Linked DNA regions of Rattus norvegicus: region 2 is linked to region 1. Evidence: chromatin contacts called from public Hi-C data. All regions are on one chromosome and are shown on one strand. The core of a region is the stretch at or near the end of the contact, and the rest is flanking DNA. Distances in the headings are between cores, read along the strand shown.

Region 1 (3,811 bases), core at 382-2,881:
GGGATCTACACACAAGTCCTCAGTAAATGTTTTACCCACTGAGCCATCTCCCGAACCGATCAAAAACTGTAAAATGGGGTTGGGGGTAGGGGGTGGAGCTGGAATATAGCTTAGCATAGAGCACCAACCTAGCATGGGGCAGACCCTATGTTCAATCCCCAAATGACAAAAGCAAACAAGAAAACACATCTGCCCTGTGCTGGCCTCCTATCTATACACCAGGGAGCAGTTACTTAAGCAGGTTTTGTTTTTGTTGGTTTTTTTTTTTTTGAGACGGCATTTCTCTGTGTGGCTCTGACTGTCCTGTAACTTTGATCTGTAGACCAGGCTGGCCTCGATCCTCTTGCCTCTGTCTCCCAAGTACTGGGATTAAAAGTGGGTTAAAATTCACCACTCAGGGGTTGGGGATTTAGCTCAGCGGTAGAGCACTTGCCTAGCAAGCGCAAGGTCCTGGGTTCGGTCCCCAGCTCCGAAAAAAAGAAAAAAAAAATTCACCACTCAGCTAAGGATTACTGCTTTTTTCTAAAGCAGAATTTTTCAAACTCAGTACACAAATATTTCTTTCCTTTGTCCACGCTCCTATAAGAGGACAGCCTGTGATCGTCAGCTCTCTCCTTGTACCATAGTGGTCCCAGGGTCATCAGGTCATCAGGTTTGCCTGTGGGCGCTGTACCCTAGCCATCCTGCCAGCCCGGGTCACAGGCATTTTGGACCCAATCCTCCTTTTCTGAGAGGCTGTCTACTACATCTAGGGTCGCTAACAGCATCTGTTGCCTCTACCCGCCGGCTGCCAATAGCAACCCACTCAGGACAACCAGAACCGCTTCCAGACATGGCCAAATGCTCATGCCGATGGGATAACAACAGGGCTCTCAGCTCTCAAGAAGGCTGAAGTAGCTATCAAATGTAAAACAAAAACCCCTGCATAGAAATCTCTTAGGGGGCAGGAGAGATGGCTCAGTGGTTAAGAGCACTGACTGCTCTTCCATGGGTCCTGAGTTCAATTCCCAGCAACCACAGGGTGGCTCACAATCATCTGTAATGGGATCTGTGCCCTCTTCTGGTGTGTCTGAAGAGAGCAACAGTGTACTCAGATAAAATAATTTAAAAAAAAAAAGTCTTTAGGGAATACAAAGTGTCAGTTACAGGTCTGCAGTGTACACTGTACACTGTTCAGACAAACTCGGAAAATCTCCTTGGGGAGTTTCATTATTTATTGATTGGCTGATACAGACATGAGGAGTGTAAGGAACTGTGTCTTTGTCCTTTCACAGCTGCCATCATGAGCCAAGTGTCTGGAGCAAGTCAATGTCCCAAAGCCTCAGTTTCCCACTGCAAAAAATGCATGCATTCGCAAATGCTTCGCACCACTGCCTGAAGTTGGGCAGACACGCACTGAGCAGAACAGAATGCTCAAAGCAAAGCCCGCCTCGGTTTCCCCAGGCAGGAGCAACTCGGCGCTTTGCTGAAGCTGACGGCCGGCAGGCTCCTATACAACCGTCCCCGCCTCAGCCGGTCTCCACTTACTTCTTCTCGCCCTCGAAGAGCAAGAACGACTCGAAGGCCGGAGGGGCGTTCATCCTAGCAAGGCGCTCTCACTCCCAGACACCAACCCGCAGCCGCCTTCCGCCCACAGAACCCCGGAGCGCGACCACTTCCGGGTTACTCAGCCTCAGCCTCAGCCATTCAGAGTAAGCACCTGGCCCTGCGCCCCCTGGCGGGCCGGATGACCTTACGCAGGCGCGGGCAAGGCCCAGGAGACTGCGAGCTGTGGGCATGCGTCAGTCTAGAAGCCCTGTCTGAGTGTCTTGGCGCATACTCCAGCGCCGGGACTTATACCACTTGTTACTGTCTCCGTTTCACCGACTGAATGGGAATAGGAGTCCCAGTGGCTGCCGCTGCAGGACCCCCGGGTGGGCCGACACTAGCGTCCTTATGAAGCCTTCTAGATGAGGACCAGGGGAACAGGAAGGTGTGTAAAGGTTGGGGAGGAGTTTGAGGATGCCAGTGCATCCTCTCTTGAGCACACAGATAAACTAAAAACACGATGAAAGCTTTGCACCTCGCCATTTTTCAGCAGTCTCTGTGGCAGTCTTTTTTATTTTTCCTGTTTTTAAAGATTTTTATTTGCATGTCTGTGTGGGCACGTATATGTAGGTCTAGCCTTTGGAGACCATAAGAGAGTGGGGTCCACTGGAGCATGAGTTACAGGTGGTTGTGAGCCCCACCACCACCAAGTGGGTGCTGGGAATCGAACTCCAGTCCCCTGCAGAAACAGTAAGGCTCTTAACTGCCGAGCCATTTCTCCAGCCTTCGTGATGGTTCATCTTGAAATTTAGAATTACCGCGGAAACAAACCTCTAGGAGGGGCCAGCAAGACAGTCCAGTGAGCAAGGGAGAGTGTGACCAAGCCTGATTACCTAAATTCAGTCCTCAGGACCCACGAGGTGGAAGTTGGGAACAGACTCCTCCAACCTCCCTTCAAGGCATGCACTTGAACACGTATGCACTCACAATGCATAATAATAATCGTAGTCATAATAATAACAACGAAAAAATAAAAAATAATAACAACGAACTTTTGGTTATGTCTTTGAGATTTTAGACAGGTTTGGCTGAGGAAGGCATCATTAATGTGTGTGGCATCACCCGAGAGGCTAAGGTGTCAGACTACAGCTTCCTGGCTGCAGACACAATCAGCTGCTATGAATCCTGTTGCTATGACATCTGCATTGTGATGAGCTGTACCTTTCCGTAAGATGCTTCTGTCCGTTTGTTGTCGCTGTCTTGGTTTTGTTGGTTTTTCGAGACAAGTGTTTCTGTGCAGCACTGGCTGTCCTGAAACTTTCTCTGTAGACCAGGCTGGCCTCGAACTCAGAAAACTGCCTGCCTCTGTCTCCAAGAGTGCTGCCATTTAAAGGCATGGGCCACCAGCACTTTTGTCCAGTTTTTAGACACAAAAACAAAAACAGTAACTAATACAGACTCAGGCTCCCAAGCGTTGGAGTCACGGGCATGAGCCACCCTATCCCTTGGTATCTAAGTACTAAAGCATCACTGTGTAGCTTGGATGATGTCATAGGAATCAAGTGAAGACGATGATGTCAGCTCCCAGAAGGCTCAGGGCCATTCCCCATGCTGGGTTACACATCCTTCTACACATGGGCATATCACTTACTCCTGAAATGTCGAACTAGTGATCCCTAAGCCAGCTCATCCACCTTCAAGGCCGAAGGGACAAAGGTAATGTAGGTTCAGCTGAACGTTGTTCAGCTCTCAGGTCTCCAACTGGGAGGAAGAGGAGGAGGGGGAAGAGGAAGCAGAAGCTGCTGCTGCCACAGCCCAAGGTTCTCCAGTCACAGCCCTAAGCTTGCAGCCACATGATAATCTAGGAACAGCAGATCCTTGAGGACAGGATCTACCCCAGGAGGTCATCAGGAGTACTAGTTACGCATGGGACCCAGCTTAACTCTTCAAGCAATAGATTTCTTCGGGCCACCCTCTGTGCGAACCAAGGCTGAGACAATGAGAAGGCAGACCAGTACCACATGATTATCATACCTTTAGTCCCTCTCAGTGCTTCCCGTACCTTAACCGAAAGCTTACCCAGTGCCCGAAAGTTAGACTTGAGAGTGTTAGCAGAATTCCTCCCGAGTGGGCTTCACACCTACCCCGTTTCCTAAGGTCCCAGTGATAAACCAAAGGACAGTTCCACCAAAGCTCCCCCTGGGGAGTCAGTGAAGTTCCCAATCTTACAGGGAGGAATTATGGGCAAGGGTATAGAGGACCCCAAAGAAGTATAGCATGGGTG
Region 2 (3,811 bases), core at 854-3,353, 230 kb after region 1:
GTGGGTCCAGAACTGCCAGGGCCACACACACAGAGAAACCCTGCCTCAAAAGGGGGTCTGTGTGTGGAAGGGGTGTTCCTGGGAGTTGAAGATTCTCTTCCTGCAAAACCTGACTGCTGGAAACATTGCTGTTCCTCCAGTCTCGGTCTGGGTGTTGTAAGGTGGGGGGAAGGTAATGGAAGAGTGAAACGAGTCAATCGGGAGACTAGAGGCAAGACAGATTGAGCAGCTAACAGCTGGGTAAGCCCATCTGAGGATCCAGCCTGTTCTGATTATGAGCACTGTAAGTCAGTCTTTGAATAGTAATATTCTAAGTGTCCAGATCCCCACCATGACATACCCCATTGTGGGGCAGAAGCTAGAGAAGCCATACTATTGATGTATGTGGTGTATTAATTTAAAAAGAACTTGTAGACCATGCTGGCCTGGAACTCACAATGTCTGCCTCCCAAGTAAAGGCACTGGACAAAGACTGATAGACCAGTGGTAACGGAGGAAATGAAGCTGGGTGAGAGTAAAGTAACAGAACATGGGAGGTGGCTCCATTGGTAAAGTGCTTGCTTAACATACACGAAATAGGGCCAGGTGTGGCGCACACCTGTAGTTCCAGCCCTTGGGAGGCAGAAGCAGGTGGATCTTTGAGGTCAAGGCCAGCCTGGTCCACAGAGCCAGTTCCAGGACAGCCAGGGCTACACCGAGAAAGCCTGTCTTGAAAAAAAACCCAAACATAACCTATGCATGTGACTTTCATCAAGACCACCAGGTGTGCACGTGGTGGAGCACATCTGGACAGCACACACCAGGTGCAGTGGTGCACACCTGGACAGCACACACCAGGTGCAGAGGGGCACACCTGAACAGCACACACCAGGTGTAGTGGTGCACACCTGAACAGCACACACCGGGTGTAGAGGGGCACACCTGGACAGCACACACCAGGTGTAGTGGAGCACAGCTGGACAGCACACACCAGGTGTAGAGGGGCACACTTGGACAGCACGTACCAGGTGTAGAGGGGCACACTTGATATCCTAGCACTCATGGAGACTGGAGGTTCAGTTCAAGGTTGAAGGCTGGAGCTGAGAGAAAGCTGTGCTTTCACAGACCCAGCGCCCACTTGGCAAGCCAGGCGACCTGTGCTCCAAAGGGCCATCAACTGGTGCTTGCTGGCTTCCAGTGTATCTGAGGAAATCCACATCTCAGGTTCAGGAAAAAACCCTGGCTCAGGAATAGGTGGAAAGCGGTTGAAGATATCCTAACACCCTTTTTGGGCCCCTGCTTATGCCTGTGTACACAACACCTACACAAAATCTTTTTTAAAGTTGCAAGGTAATGTTCAAGACTTGCTTGAATTGCATGAAACCAGTCTCAAAAAGAGGAAAGAAAAGTTAAAAGTGGGGGAGGATGCTGAGAGACGAGATATAAAAATAACAGCATTTCTGGGGTTCAAGGCCAGCTTCTATAAATTTGAGACTAGCCTGGGCTGCATGAGACTGGGTCTCAAAAAAAAAACCCAACAAAACAAAAACGTTTTGCCAGACTCCGGAGTATAGAACTCCAAAGAGGCAGCAGTGTTGTGAGTTCGAAGTCAGGGTTATCCAGTTAGACCTTGTCTTAAAAAAAAAAAAAAAAAAAAAGGCGAAGGAAGCTACAGCGTTAACTGGCTTGACCCTGAACTATTACCTGATTGCAAAATGGAATGAGGCTGAGTACAAGAATGGGGAATGGGGTTGCTGGGATTCAGGAGTCTTCCTGGCCCAAGTCTGGGATCTATTCCCCATAACCCCCAGGGACTCCAGCACCGACGTCCTCTGCCTCCCCCTGGTGGGCACTGCAGGTTCTGCAGCTGACCCAGTTAGTGCGGGTACCCAGAGCCCAGACCCTGATGGCAGTAGCGACCTCAAGGCCGGCCCATCTGAGATCTCCAATCCCCGGTTTCTGCGTGTTCCCCTCCCCCAAACTCCTGGACTTAAGAAAAAGAATTGTGCTGCCTGTGTGTGCCCACAGGAGAGTCAGGCATCCGAGTGACCACTCCCCTACCCTGGCCATTGCGGACTACCCAGGTACCCGGCTGTGAACTAGGCGGGGCCGCGGCTCAGCCCCGCCTTGCCGGGCAAGAAGATTGCCTTCTACCCGGCGCGTGGCAAGAGCCAATCACAAGCCAGCATCTTGCCTCTGGGCCAATGGCCGGCCTGTTGCTGGGTCTCGCATCCCTGCATTGGAATCCTCCTGCTGAGCTCGCCGCTAATGCGGAGCTTATCCTAGCTTCTGAGCTCTGTTCTCTCCGCTTTGTCTCTGCCTTTGTAGTCCTTACGGAATAATCTGCTTTGGGTTTTTTTGAGGGCGCAATAACCTCCACGGGGATTGTCCTTGGAAGGAGGTGACCTTAGAGGATGGTGCATCAGGCTCCAGGTGGTCCTTGCCGTCAGGGTTGCCATAGAGTCAGTGACCCACTCTCTGTCCTCTTAAGCTTGCTGCAGTTCCTCATGTCCAGATTACCTTCCGGAAACGATCCCAAGATATCTACATTGTTCCTGTGTCCTTAATTGGGAAATCGTGGCTCAGCCTCTTTGAGCTCAAGTCCACATACTCTGGGAGAGCCCAGAGGTGGATTTCTAATGCCAAGTTTCATCCCCTCGCACTCGGGCCCCTTGATAGTGCTCTTTGATAGACATGGGCTACACAGTTGGAATTCTAAGGACTTAGAAGCCAGTCCTTTCTCTCTCTAGCATTCAAGGCCCCCAGCCGACCTGGCCAGCTCTGGCCAGATATTTACAGTTTCAAATGAATGGCGGCCAGTTACGAATCAGCTTGCAACAAGGTCAGAAGGAGAAAACAGTGTCGCCCCTCCCTTGTCATTTTCTAACCTAGAATTAGCGAGACGAGGCTAGGTGTGGGGGTGCACAGCATTTATCCTAGCATTCAAAAGGCAGTGGCAGGCCAATGTCAGTGAGTTCAAGGCCTGACTGGTCTACGTAGCGAATTCCAGGACAGCTACATAGACAGTTACATAGAAGAAGCTGTGTGTTTACACGTGTGTGAGGGAGTTCTCGCCTTCCATCATGTGGGTCTCAGATATCAAACTCAGGTCTCTCCTAAGACTTGGAACGGGTTCCTTTGCTCACGAAGCCACCTCATTGGCTCAAAGATCAGTTTTGTTCTGTCATTCAGCTATGTCCCATCTTCTGTCAGGGAAATAAAATCAGGATTTGAATTCACATTTCACTGTGTCCTAAGTACTCGGGGCATAACATTTAGCCTATCTACTTCATAAAGACAGCAGGGTGTTGGTGGTACAGGCCTTAAATTGCAGCACTCAGGAGAGAGGCAGGCAGATCTCCGAGTTTGAGGCCAGCCTGCTTACAGAATGAATTCCAGGACAGCCAGTGTTACACAGAGAAACCCTGTCTCAAAAAATCAAACAAACAACTAAATACACACACACACACACATACACACACACACACACACACACACACACACACACACACACACACCTAGCAAGCTACACCTCATGGCTCAGGTTTCTAATCCCAAATTTAGGGGTGAGATTGGTATATGGGTTTGCTGAGCCAGGAGGATGGCAAATTTAAGTCGATGAGAGCCTGTCTCAAAATAAATTGGATAGGAAAAGGGATTAGATGACCTCAGTAGTAAGTAGACCTCTTGCCTAGAATCCCCCAGTGAGGAGCAGATTGTGTGACTGGGGTGGTACAGCACTTGTCTAGAGTCCCCCAGAGAGAAGCAGAGGGCGTGGCTCAGTGGTAGAGCCCCTGCCTAGAATCCCCCAGTGAGGGGCTAGGGGCGTGGC

Evidence for each region. Hi-C and Micro-C count contacts between places; a contact is called where the count stands out from the background.
Region 2: a contact with region 1 is called in a Hi-C map of Schwann cells, with 5 times the contacts expected there. The contact joins the enhancer-like site here to the promoter of Polr2j in region 1. A contact is called at or near these places in 2 of 12 Hi-C or Micro-C datasets (the A7r5 cell line and Schwann cells).

Annotation. Positions count from the first base shown.
Region 1 is chr12:26,183,570-26,187,380 of GRCr8, forward strand. Polr2j (RNA polymerase II subunit J) reads right to left here and starts at 1,632. Exons shown (of 4, transcript NM_001105921.1): 1 at 1,528-1,632. The coding sequence starts at 1,580.
Region 2 is chr12:26,411,973-26,415,783 of GRCr8, forward strand. No RefSeq gene overlaps it. Among named protein-coding and RNA genes, the nearest start is that of Hspb1, 18 kb to the right of the region's middle. Within about 2 kb of position 2,104, at least 89 of the 93 cell types and tissues checked have an H3K27ac peak or open chromatin away from gene starts, as enhancers often do. A contact at or near this core is called in Schwann cells, where this site is marked.